Linked DNA regions of Hordeum vulgare: region 1 is linked to region 2. The links are chromatin contacts, called in public Hi-C maps. All regions are on one chromosome and are shown on one strand. Each heading gives the region's core, a stretch centred on a gene start, on an enhancer-like site or on the middle of the called end of the contact. The rest is flanking DNA. Distances are from core to core; before and after follow the strand shown. Region 1 has its middle 66 kb from the start of LOC123408575. Region 2 holds the start of LOC123408628 (amino acid transporter AVT1I-like).

Evidence for each region. A called contact is a pair of places that touch in the nucleus more often than the background predicts.
Region 1: a Hi-C map of seedling shows a contact between it and region 2, with 5 times the contacts expected there. The contact joins the enhancer-like site here to the promoter of LOC123408628 in region 2. A contact is called at or near these places in 2 of 6 Hi-C or Micro-C datasets (leaf and seedling).

Annotation. Positions count from the first base shown.
Region 1 is chr7H:93,460,697-93,466,934 of MorexV3_pseudomolecules_assembly, reverse strand. No RefSeq gene overlaps it. Among protein-coding and RNA genes, the nearest start is that of LOC123408575, 66 kb to the left of the region's middle. Within about 2 kb of position 3,289, at least 3 of the 3 cell types and tissues checked have open chromatin away from gene starts, as enhancers often do. A contact at or near this core is called in leaf and seedling, where this site is marked.
Region 2 is chr7H:92,967,818-92,973,904 of MorexV3_pseudomolecules_assembly, reverse strand. It overlaps LOC123408628 (amino acid transporter AVT1I-like), which reads right to left and starts at 2,268. Exons shown (of 7, transcript XM_045101692.1): 1 at 2,167-2,268; 2 at 1,940-2,096; 3 at 1,641-1,837.

The sequences.
Region 1 (6,238 bases), core at 2,040-4,539, 490 kb before region 2:
CAGGTTTCAAAAACATCTACCACTGAGGGTTTAAGACTAGGCAAGTGATAGACGATGCTTACTCCAAGGCCGTGCTCAAGCAGGCATGCGACCACGTTGAAGTTGGCAAGGTGGATCGTCAGTTTGGGCTGAAAAATTCATCATCATCCTCGAGTTCGCCGTGATTGCAATGATGTTTTGTTCGTGTGATTGGTGTGATCGTGTGTAAGGCATAGCAGGTAATCTTGCCACGTAGGGTGCAAGGTTAACACACCTTATAGTTTGTGTGCAACCAAACAATGTGTAGCTGCATGAGGCGAGCCAATGAAGAACACCAAACATCATTGCCAAAATTGATCCACTAATGCACGTAACCACGATGCGGACACCCAAACGAGGTGCAAATGTTGTTTTTTTCTTATTTTTTTTAACCAAACCCAACTAAGTAACATATACAATGCAGGCAAAGTCGACGCGAGCAACCGAACATGCCCCTACTCACTTGCTTTGAGCTGCTTGGGGTATGTGAGTACATAGAGCTCTTAGCGGGACTCACCAAATAGTGTTTACCCCTTTGAGGAGGCCTTCAAGATTATTTTCTTGGTCAAAAACGCGTGAAGTGGTTCTTATAGCCGTCACATGCTCGACGTTTTCTCTGAATTTCCTTTTTTTATTTTTTTTCGCTTTGAGGTTTTTTTTTCTTTGGTTTTTGCCTTTTTTTCTAGGTTAAGTTTTTTTGCAAAGTACAATAATGCTTTTTTAAAAAAAATGTTCTTTCACGAGAAGCAAATATTTGCATCCGCAAGCATTTGACGGGAAATAATTATGATTCCACGGGAAGTACACCATTGTTCTCGGAGAAAAAAATGTGTTTCTGTGAGAAGCAGAGATTTACTTCTACGAGAAACACAGCTATGCTTGTGCAAAAAGCACATATTTGCTTTCATGAAAAGCACAATTGTATTTCTGTGTCAAAAGGTAAAAATAGTAACCGTGCTTCTGTGCTCTATTTTTTAGCATTTTGTTTTTTAGGTATTTTTTTCTAGTTTTTCATTACAATATTTATCGAAATCTATTAACATCAAACAGTTCAATATTTTGGCGCACGATTCAAAAGATGAAACATTCTATAAAAGTGGATATGGGAAGAAAAAAAAACTCCTAGGATATGACAAGTAGTACACATGCACCGCCCCACTCCTAGGTTTGCGAGAGTGACCTTCACAAATCCAAGAATCCTTAACTAGTTTTTTCTAGAAACGAGTACCCTTATCTATCTTTTTAGCCGAGATACCCTTAACTAGTGATTTCGTAGCAAGCTATACGGGCGACCAACTCGCTCGACAAAAGTGTACGCCCCTGGTCTCTAGGTGGTTGACATGGTCAACTAGTTGAACGTCTACGCTGACCGTTGACCTTTACCTTTTAAAGAAAAATCTTGCGTTCGTTTTTTCCACAATTGAAAAGGTTCATCGATTAAAAAAGTTCAGGATTGAAAATTTCACCAGATTAAACAATGGACACAATTTGAGAATAAGTTCTTGGATTTGAAAAGGTTCACAAATTTGAAAAATATTTACATATTTGATTAATGTTCATGGGTTTGAAAAATGCAACATATTTGAAAATGTTCATGAATTGAGAAAAAGTACATGGATTTGAATAATGTTCACAAATTTGATTTTTTTGCGGATCTAGGGAAAGTTCGCAAATTTTAAAAATGGTGAACATATTTTTGCAAATTTCACAAATTAGAAAATGTTTATGGATTTTGAAAATGTTCAAGGACTTTAAAACTATTTATGAATTTAAACAATGTTCAAAAAATTTTGAGTTTTAAGAAATATTCAGGAATTTGTTAAAATATTGAATTTCACAAAAAAATATCAAAAGCAACAGAAAAAATAACAAATAAAAACCTGCTAAGAAAACCAAAAACCAAAACAATACCCGACGGGAAGCTTCTCGAAGCTTCCCAAGACTGGTTCGTAGCTTTAGAGAAACGCTTTCTAGATGTGGTCCGTACGGTTTTCACTTTAACGGTCGCGATGTTTCCCATTCGTTGGCTTTAGCGTCCGATATAGGCTATCGGGCAAACCCAGGCACAACCCCCTTCATCCTGGGCTAGGCCAATTTACATTTTTTTTCATTCTTTTCAAATTCAAAATGTAGGTGTAGGCGAGATTTTGAATTGTGGACCTCACAGATGAATACCAACCGAGATGGCCATACGGCAATCCTCACCTCGTGTGGCTAGATACTTTGTTTTTCTCCTTTTCTTCTTTGTCAAATGTAACGCTAAATAGAAGAACTATGGCTTTCCTTGTTGTTGCACTTTTGTTTGGCCAATCTCCACTCATTTATTTACTTATTCTTTTATTTTCTTTATTTTTTTACTGTTTATATTTCCTTTTTTCTTGAATACATATTTTTTCTTAGATTTTGATTTTTATTCAAATTCGTGAAATTTTGTGAATGTTTTATCACCTGCACAAACTAGTTTTCAAATTTCATGAACTTCATCGATGTTCTTTTAAAGTTTATTGAATTTTGAAAAAAGATCATCGATTTTGAAAAATAGTTCATAAATTTGAAACAAGTTCTTTGTTTTAAAAATGTTCATTATTTTGAAAAATATTTGTTCAGATTTGGATAAATAAATGGTCAATCTAATAATAATTCATCAATTCTTAAGGTGTTTGCAAATATTTTTATGTATTGTAAAAACGTTCATGGCTTTTAAAAACTATCAGTTAACATTTTCAATTTCATGTTTTTATAATTCATCAACTTTTTAAATAAGAATTCATCAAATTTTGAAATACATGAATGTTTTAGAATTTCATGAATTTTTTTAATAGGCGATTTGTGTTTTGCATGTATTCCCTATGTAAAGAAATATAAGAGTGTTTAGTTCATTATAGTAGTGATCTAAACGCTCTTTATCTTTATTTATGGAGGGAGTATTGAACCTCTATTTGAAATCGGTGAACTTTCAAATGTTATACACGTGTTTTCAAAATGTTTCAAATAATTGGAAAATCTACGCGATAAAGTAAATCTACAAAATATGTTGTGCAATAAATAGCGTGGCTATACTCTTAAGAATTTTGCGGTAGAATCTGTCACTCTCGCTAAATAGTTCCTTGTTACCTCAACTTGTACACGGAAGAAACGGCATCAGTTCGACTTCTCAGAGGGTCCATATTTCTTTTGCTATAAAATACAATTCCCTTACGTTACACGATCATGGCTGGCCCAGCCGGCACTGGTGTGAGCAACAATTTTCTCTCAGGGTGCTCGCAACAGTTGCTTAGGGCGCCGAATAGAAGTTGGCCTGAGTAGGCCTACCGTTTAAGGTGGTACCTCCTATATGCCGCTCTGTGCGGCAAAGACTCGCCTCATCGTACAGGTGAGTCCCCGACCGGGCCGGTTAAGCCACAAAGATCGCGGGCGACAACAAGGACGTGTTGTAGGAACAATTTTAAAAATAGGAACATTTTTTGATATTCTTAACATTTTCTGGAAAGTTGACAAAACAATGTACCAAAACATGTCGAACGATGTTTTTAATAATTTGAACATTTATTAAAATCACGACCAATATTTACAGAAGATTTATTTAAAATTTATGTGCAAAGTTTGAAGCAACAAACAAATTTTAAACCTTGATCATTTTTGGATTTTTTTTAAACTTTCAACCATTTTCCAAAAATGTGAATCAAAAATTGAAGAAAGAAAAAATGAACTTGAAAATGGAAAATAAAACAGAAAAAGGAAAAAAGAAAGAAGAAAAAGAAACAGCAAAATGGCAAAAATAAAAAGAATAAACGAAAAAAAAGAAAAAAAAAGGAAAACCGGCAAAAGTAAATAAAGCGGTTGAGGAAACAATCTAGAAAGTTGCAAAAACCGGATGACGTTGTTGTTGGAAATATGCCCTAGAGGCAATGATAAATAGTTATTATTATATTTCCTGTTACAAGATAATCGTTTATTATCCATGCTATAATTGTACTGAATGAAAGTATAGATACATGTCTGGATACATAGACAAAACAATGTCTCCAGCAAGCCTCTAGTTGGCTAGCGAGTTCATCAAGGATAGTCTAGGTTTTCTGACTATGCGCAAGTGTTGTCGCTTCATAAATGAATCACATCATTAGGAGAATCATGTGATGGACTAGACCCAAACTATGAACGTAGCATATTAATTGTGTTATTTTATTGCTATTGTTTTCTGCGTGTCAAGTATTTATTCCTATGACCATGAGATCATATAACTCACTGGGATTGGAGGAATACCTTGTGTGTATCAAACGTCGCAACGTAACTGGGTGACTATAAAGGTGCTCTACAAGTATCTTCGAAGGTGTCCGTTGAGTTAGTATGGATCAAGACTGAGATTTGTCACTCCGTGTGACGGAGAGGTATCTCGAGGCCCACTTGGTAATACAACATCACACACAAGCCTTGCAAGCAATGTGACTAAGTGTAAGTCACGGGATCTTGTATTACGGAACGAGTAAAGAGACTTGCCGATAATGAGATTGAAATAGGTATGCGGATACCGACGATCAAATCTCGGGCAAGTAACATACCGAAGGACAAAGGAAATGATATACGGGATTATATGAATCCTTGGCACTGATGTTCAAACGATAAGATCTTCGGAGAATATGTAGGATCCAATATGGGCATCCAGGTCCCGCTATTGGATATCGATAGAGGAGTGTCTCGGGTCATGTCTACATAGTTCTAGAACCTGCAGGTTCTGCACACTTAAGGTTCGATGATGTTTTAGTATAGTTGAGTTATATGTGTGGTTACCGAATGTAGTTCGGAGTCCCGGATGAGATCACAGACGTCACGAGGGTTTCCAGAATGGTCCGGAAACGAAAATTGATATATAGGATGGTTTCATTTGGTCACCGGAAAGTTTCGGACAATTCCGGCAGTGTACCGGGAGTGACGAATGGGTTCTGGGTGTTTACCGGGAGGGCCCCACCCACCCGGGAGCGAGCCCAAGGCCCTAGGGTGGCGCACCAAGTCCTTAGTGGGCCGGTGGATTCAGCCCAAGAGGGCTATGGCGCCACATGTAGAAATACCAAAGGAAAAGAAGAAGAAAAAGGAAAGAGGGAGGTGGGAAGGAAGAGGAGGACTCCTCCTTCCCAAACCGAATTGGAGGAGTCCTCCTCCTCCCTGGCGGTCGGCGCACCTTTGGGCCCCTTGTGCCCCAAGGCTAGCCCCTCCCCTCCTCCTATATATATTGGTGGTTTAGGGTTTTTTGAGACACAACTTTGTCACGTGTAACTCAAGGCTATTCCACATAATTTTACCTCTAGATCAGATTTCTGCAGAGTTCGGGCGGAGCCCTGCAGGAGTAGATCGTCACCACCATCGTAGCACCGTCACGCTGTCGGAGAACTCATCTACTTCTTCGTCTTGCTTGCTGTATCAAGAAGGCTGAGATCATCGTCGAGCTGTACGTGTGCTGAACGCGGAGGTACCGTCCGTTCGACGCTAGATCGAAACCGTTCGTGGGACGGATCATGGGACGACGGTGATTTGGATCACGAAGCTGTACCACTACATCAACCGCGTTTCTTAACGTTTCCCGCTGAGCGATCTATAAGGGTACGTAGATCTAATCTCCTCTCGTAGATGGACATCACCATGATAGGTCTTCGTGTGTGTAATTTTTTTTGTTTTCCATGCAATGTTTCCTAACGGTTGTAGGCGAACTGCATACGCAAAATTGGGCCTGTCTATCCCGTTACTGGGTCGCTACCCATGTGTGAAACGGCAACATTTTAATGCAACGCCGGTCAAATAGGGAATGCCGTTTAAGACATCCTTAATTTGAAATGAATGGGCCAGAACTGCCCAGAAAGAGTGTTGGCTCACTAGCCCACTTTTCCTGTTACATATATTTATTATTCTTTAAAAAATATATAATATGAAATGAAAAATTGATGGCACATGAAACTGTGGACGAAACCCACAAATAACCGGCACATGAAATCAAAGAAAAATAAAATAAAATAAAATCAACAAACAAATAACCTATAAAGACACACAAAAAACTGAAAAAAGCACAAGATAAAAACCAAGACAGGAACATGTAGAAAAATATTCCCTGGCGAGAAAAGCAGAATTGTGCTAGCCCATAACATCCTCGCCATTTGCGAGACGGACAAATGGTTGCCACACCTGTTGTAAGTCCTTTGGCACTCGGCCTCCATTTTTAAAATTAAGGTGT
Region 2 (6,087 bases), core at 1,019-3,518:
TCATGCAAAGGATGTATCAAATTAACATACACAGAGTTATCTGTTCTTAGAAATGAAGAGCAGAGCATCAGCAAGCACATAGCATAGTTTAAGTTTTCCAATACTTAGGTCTGAAATTGATCGGTTCTAAAGCACTCCGATGAGGTAACACAAGAGATGACACAGTGGTCTCCCTCATGGTATCCTCTTGAGTCTTCTCAACCTGTTAAAGTTGCTTCGGGTGGTCCACTATGTATCCTCCTCAAGATTCTAAAAGTAAATCTCCATCACCACAAGTGTCAATTGCGTACTTCCGCACGTATCAGCTCAATATCGCTTTGGTCGTAGCTAGAAGCTACATCATGCATTTGTGTTGCATTAAAGAAAACATATAAATTATGTTAAAAAAACAGTTGCGAGCAATTTAATTCAGCATTCGCATTGCATAGCATATCATTTCTGTCTGGCAATGGAAGTGGAACTTGGTTACATTTACTATTATTACAGGATAGTCCCCTTTATAAAGGAAGGATGCAGACCTGCAGATAGCAAAAAAGTTGCCACTCCCAGAGATAGCCGGACACCAGAGTTGTCATCAAATATAAATCAGCTCTTTGTGAAAGCTAGAGGCATATCAAAGAGAGGGTAAATGAAGTGTGTTCCTCAAAGGAAATAGCACAAGACATGAAAATTGTGCTCAATTTCTTAAAATGAATGTGCTAACAAGATAATAAAAATAAAGCAATGAAAGCTAGCCAAAGTTGATGGAGGCTGTAGCAGCAATGGGGTGATCATGATTAGATATTCTTTATTAATGGTAAAGTTAGCAGAAGATGCTAGGTGAAAAGCAGTAGAATATTAGCTTTTTTTCTTCTCAAAGGTAAGTAGCTTTGCGTGTGTTTTCGGCCTACATTTCCAACATTTAGGGCCTAAATAGAGTGCCGAAACTTCACATCAACTTTGCGTAGAATAATATGACGCCCGCAGAAATTCCACAACAAAACCTCATGTTCCATATTCCAGAATATTATGTTTGGGCGGAAACAGGAAAGTGCATCAAAACCAATGATTTCAAGAACTTCTGAACTGATTCGAATAATTAGGTAGGTGTGGTCCTTTCAGTAGGATAAGGTCCACTCCGAAGACTAACCCTTTGCTTTTCTGGTGGACAGGTGGAGTCTATAATAATTGATGCAAAAATCACGATTATTTTAGCCGAATTTGAACAAACTTCATTTAGGGCCTATATAGAGTGCACAGACTTCACATGAGTTTTGCAGAGAATAATATGCCTCCCCCACAAATTCTTAAAAGAAAAGCTCATGCTCCAGATTGCAGAATACTATGTTTGTGCAGTTAGGTGTGGTGCTTTCTTGGGAGAACGTGGTGATGTGAAATACAATATGTTCTTCGAGAGTTGAATAAACTCCCCTTGGAAGACAATCTTTCTCTTTTCCTTTTTGTGGTGGGAGGGGTGGAGTCTCAGATAATAGAAGCAAATCACGATTCTGTTGGCCGACTTCGAGCAACATTATGCAATATAGCTTTGATGGAGAAGTTTTCGGATTTATCCTGGTCATGGCAGACCACGAAAGTCCCGACATATTTCAGAGGAGAACTTAAAGGTGAAAGTCAAGGGGAAGAGAATCATGAATGCGCACCTACTCAGCAAGCACATAATAGCGTGCTGCCCAGTCCAACCCAACTGCAAGTGAAATCTTTCACCCTGTGCCTCCCACTGTCGCCGGCACTTCACTCTCATCCGAATTCTTGCCAGGCCCTCTCAGATTTCTAATCCGTCAGAAATCCCAGCCCCTCTGACATGCCGCCACGCCCATCCACACATTGTGCGTCACCACTGAAATCAAGTGAGGAATTGCGCTGGTAAGGGGGAGCACTCGGATTGCCCGTCCAGCCAACGAACTGAATTCGTACCAGTTAGGCAGCGGCAGCCACTTACAGTTCGGTTGGCGCCCAGCAGCTCCGGCTCCGGCATCGATTCAGATTCCGATGCGCCCCCGCGTGAAATACCCACGGCGGGACGATGGCAGCACGGCGCCCGTCGACCAGCAGCGGCGGCGGCATCAGCCACCAGCGGCGCACGCCCGACTCGAAACCTGAAACGCACGGGTGAAAGGAGTCAGAGAGCAGAGGAGAAAACCAAGCGTTGGTCACACATGAACTCACCGGAGGCAATGCGAGGGGCAGGCGCTCCGTGGCATCCTGGTGCTGGGAGAGGGCGAGGGGGCGAGGGGCGAGGGGCGATGTGGTGGCCGCACAGCCGCAGTCGCGGGCGGCAATGGCGGCCGGTCGTTTCTATGGCTCCCCGTGAACCTGGTCAACAATTTCTCAAAAAAAAAAAAATCATTTAATTGTTTTATTTCTCTCCCTAACCTTTATCTTTACCTACTAATAAAGCACGGATAACTTATGTCCGTACGTCATCGAAATTGCCCCTGAAGTTGGTCAAAATCATCCACCAATGCCACCCGTAAGTCAAAAAACGATTCAGTTTTTTCTTTCACCGGCCCGCACGTATTATCTGAACCTATGCCGCCATATTATGTCCATAGTAAAGGACTAGCAGGATGGAGAGAGCCTTGCTCTTCTTAGCTGAAAACCCAGGTTCGATTCCCTCTGGGGATAGCGCAGGTCATTTGAACAGAAGGCAGCACTGCAGGGTACGGCCGTCGACTGGAGCCCTGGTCGCCACCTTGTCATATGTTGCATATGACTTTCGGTGAAGAAATCAGATGACCTAATGCGGACAAGCACGGAATGAATTAGATCGGATTCATTTCAAATCGCAACTAGGTCGGGATGAGAACGACACCCCTCCGTTTCATGGCCGAATCCGGCGGCAACTTGAGGTCCGTCGAGCTGGAGCTCATGGGGCACGGCCATGGCTCCATGGGACAAATCCTGAGGAAAAGAGAAAGAGAGATGGGGTGGTGAGGAGGAGGAGAGGGAGAGAGAGAAACGGAAGGAGAGGGAGAGGCCAGCGGGGCACCCGCCTGCTGGAGGTCGCCAGCACCGGCCAGAGCTCCTCGAGGCGGAGGGGTCGCCAGCAGCGGCCGGAGCTCCTGCAGGCAAGGCCATGGCTGAGATGGGGAATATCTACCTGATCTAGGAAGAGAGGTGAGCACACACGTCCACTACCTGGGTCCAACGCCAACGCACCGCTACCACATCAATTTTTCTGGTCCAGTTTTCTCTTTGGGATCCCCTTCTCTTTCTATCGATCCCATACATGGAAATGGCCCGCAAGTTGCATTATAGTTTTTTTTACAACAAAATCCTCATATTTTACTAAATGGACTCCTAATATTAAAGTGGGTAAAGCCATCTGGTCCTACATCTGTACATCACCAGCTTTAGGGTATCTTCAAGGCTAATCCCGGGCCAAGCCCAAAATTCATAAAATGTTAAATAAATAAAATTATTATAAAAAGGTTCCTTGTCAAACAAAAGCAGAAAATTCATAAAAACAATACTTTTTAAAAGTATTAAAAATATTATGCATACATAAATTTTGTAAAACAATTTAACATTTAACCTTATCGTCGAAAATTATTAAAATCCATATAAAAAATGATGCACAATGACACATGAAGCAAGTTGTGCAAAAAACAAAAAAACAAATTGTCAAAAAATATTTCTGGAAAATATGTACCACACACAAATGCCATTTCCCAACAAAAACAAAACTTTATTACCACAAAATAAAAAGATCATTTTCAACATGATGTTTAAAATTTTATCTTTTACAAGAAATTTTAAAATTTAATAATATATATATATATATATATATATATATATATATTATTGACAATATCATACAATTTTTATGTAAGCAGTACATAATATTTTAAAAGAAAACATTTACATTATTATACACATTTATTACAATTAATGCTGCATAATGGCACTACAAGAAGGTTGGGTACTTTTTTGTTGTCCGGTGCAACGCACGGGCATTTATACTAGTACAATAAAATGTTTGCAATTTTAGAAAAAATGTTTGTACAATAAGAAAAGCCCATGATCTCAAATACAATTACATGTATTAAAAATTATTAAAGGCATTTAACAAAATGATTTCTAATTTAAAATATCTTAATGCATTTAGAAAATGTCCTAACATTTTAAAAATAGCTAATGCCAGTTTTGATAGTTTCTTTTTTTATTTAAAAATTTCCGTTCCATTTTTTCTTATTTATAATTTAAATAATTTAGAATTACAAAAACTTTTACATATTAAAAAATAGGAATTTTTATTTAAAATGGTGACGAATTTTTATTTTGAAATAGAAATAGGATTCAAAAAAAGCGCCGTTTTTTTTTTGCAAATTCCAAAAAAATGTCCATGAATTTAGTAAATATATGACTGATTTATAAAAATGTTTGTTTATTCAGAAAAACTTCATGCGTTTCAAAAAATGTTTTTGAATTTAAAATAAAATCCTCCGACATAAAAAATTATGTTCGTCTTTTCTTGAATTGGTCGCCAATTCAAAAGAAAATATGTAAACCCGTTTGAAATATAAAAAATATTCACGATTTTTAGTAAATGTTTGTGAATTGTAAAAAACGTTCTCAATTTTAAAATTATTCCCATATTTTTAAAATTATTTACGAAAGATCTAATGTATGTAGTTAAACATGAATGCTCCTAAGTCTTTGTGGCAATATACCTGTGTGAATTTTGAAGAATTAATTGTTGGATGGATCTGATTATTATTGTATGTTTTCTATAAAAAAATTCTTGAAATTCAGAATAAATCTTTGAGTTACCAAGATTTTTGACAACCATGATATATATTTTTTGAAAATGTAAAGATTGCTTCAACTTGTAAATAAATTTAAAAGAAGAAACATTTTGTTGCATTTATGCACAAAATTTCTAAATCAAGCGATGATATGTGAACATAATGTGGTCACCATCATTGGAGATTATGTTTTTTTTCTTCCGTGGCAACGCACGGGCCATTTTGCTAGTATATATCTATAACATTATATTCCTTGGTTTTAAAGTGTGGCATTCAATTAAGGTCATCAAGACTTCAATTAAAATTGGGTCATCCGATTTTGACCGGATCAACAATTTCTCAAAACTCTCTCGTTTAATTTTTTAGACAAATACTTCCTTCGTTCGGAAATACTTCTATGGATGTATCTAGAACTAAAATACATTTAGATAAATTCATTCTTCTAACAAGTATTTTCGGACTGAGGGAATACATTATACTACTTTTTAATGGGTTTGGTTTACGATTTTGACCAAAGTAACAGTTTTGAAATCATTCAGCAGCAACCGTCATATAAAAACATATCAATCACACCCATGAAGTCGTTGACTTAATTTTTTCCCACATATGTAAGGCTGGCTAGTATATAATATAGAATCACACCACAAAATGCCCATCAAATTACCGAATTGTAAATAAAAATAAAACACACTATGTCATCTTCCACGCACATCAAACGAAATATTTCATTAGTTTCCTAATATAAGGGGTATTAGTTTTTTGAAAAGTCAAATTCTTCAACTTCGACCAAGTTGAGAGTAAAAATATCGACATCTATAATATTAAAATAAAAAATATGATAATACATTTAACAATGAATCTAATCACAACAATTTGGTATTATGGATTTTGATATATTTATCTACAAATTTAATCAAAATTAAAATATTTGATATTTAAAAAAAGTAATACGTTGTATTTTGGGACAGAGTAATTAAGTTTATCTAGGGGCATCCCTAACAACAAGGAGACACAAGTGATATGAGAGGAAGATTTTCACATATACTATGTCGGTACCCCTAAAAAATATACTATGTTGGTAGTGTTTTAATTTTTGTGTGATATATGAAACTCTCACAACCTCCCTCTTGTATTTACTACAACGTTTAGGCAAGAAATTTGGAGAAAGTGAAGATAAATTTTGTTGTAGTCTCTCACATCCTAGATTTTTCCCAAATCTGGTATGTTAAAAATTCCACAGGGAATTAAAAAAATTTCAAACCAAAACCCCTCTAATTGGTTGCTTGCTAGTGAAATTGATTGTTTGTTTGAAGAGGAAGTTGAAATCCCAATGTAACCA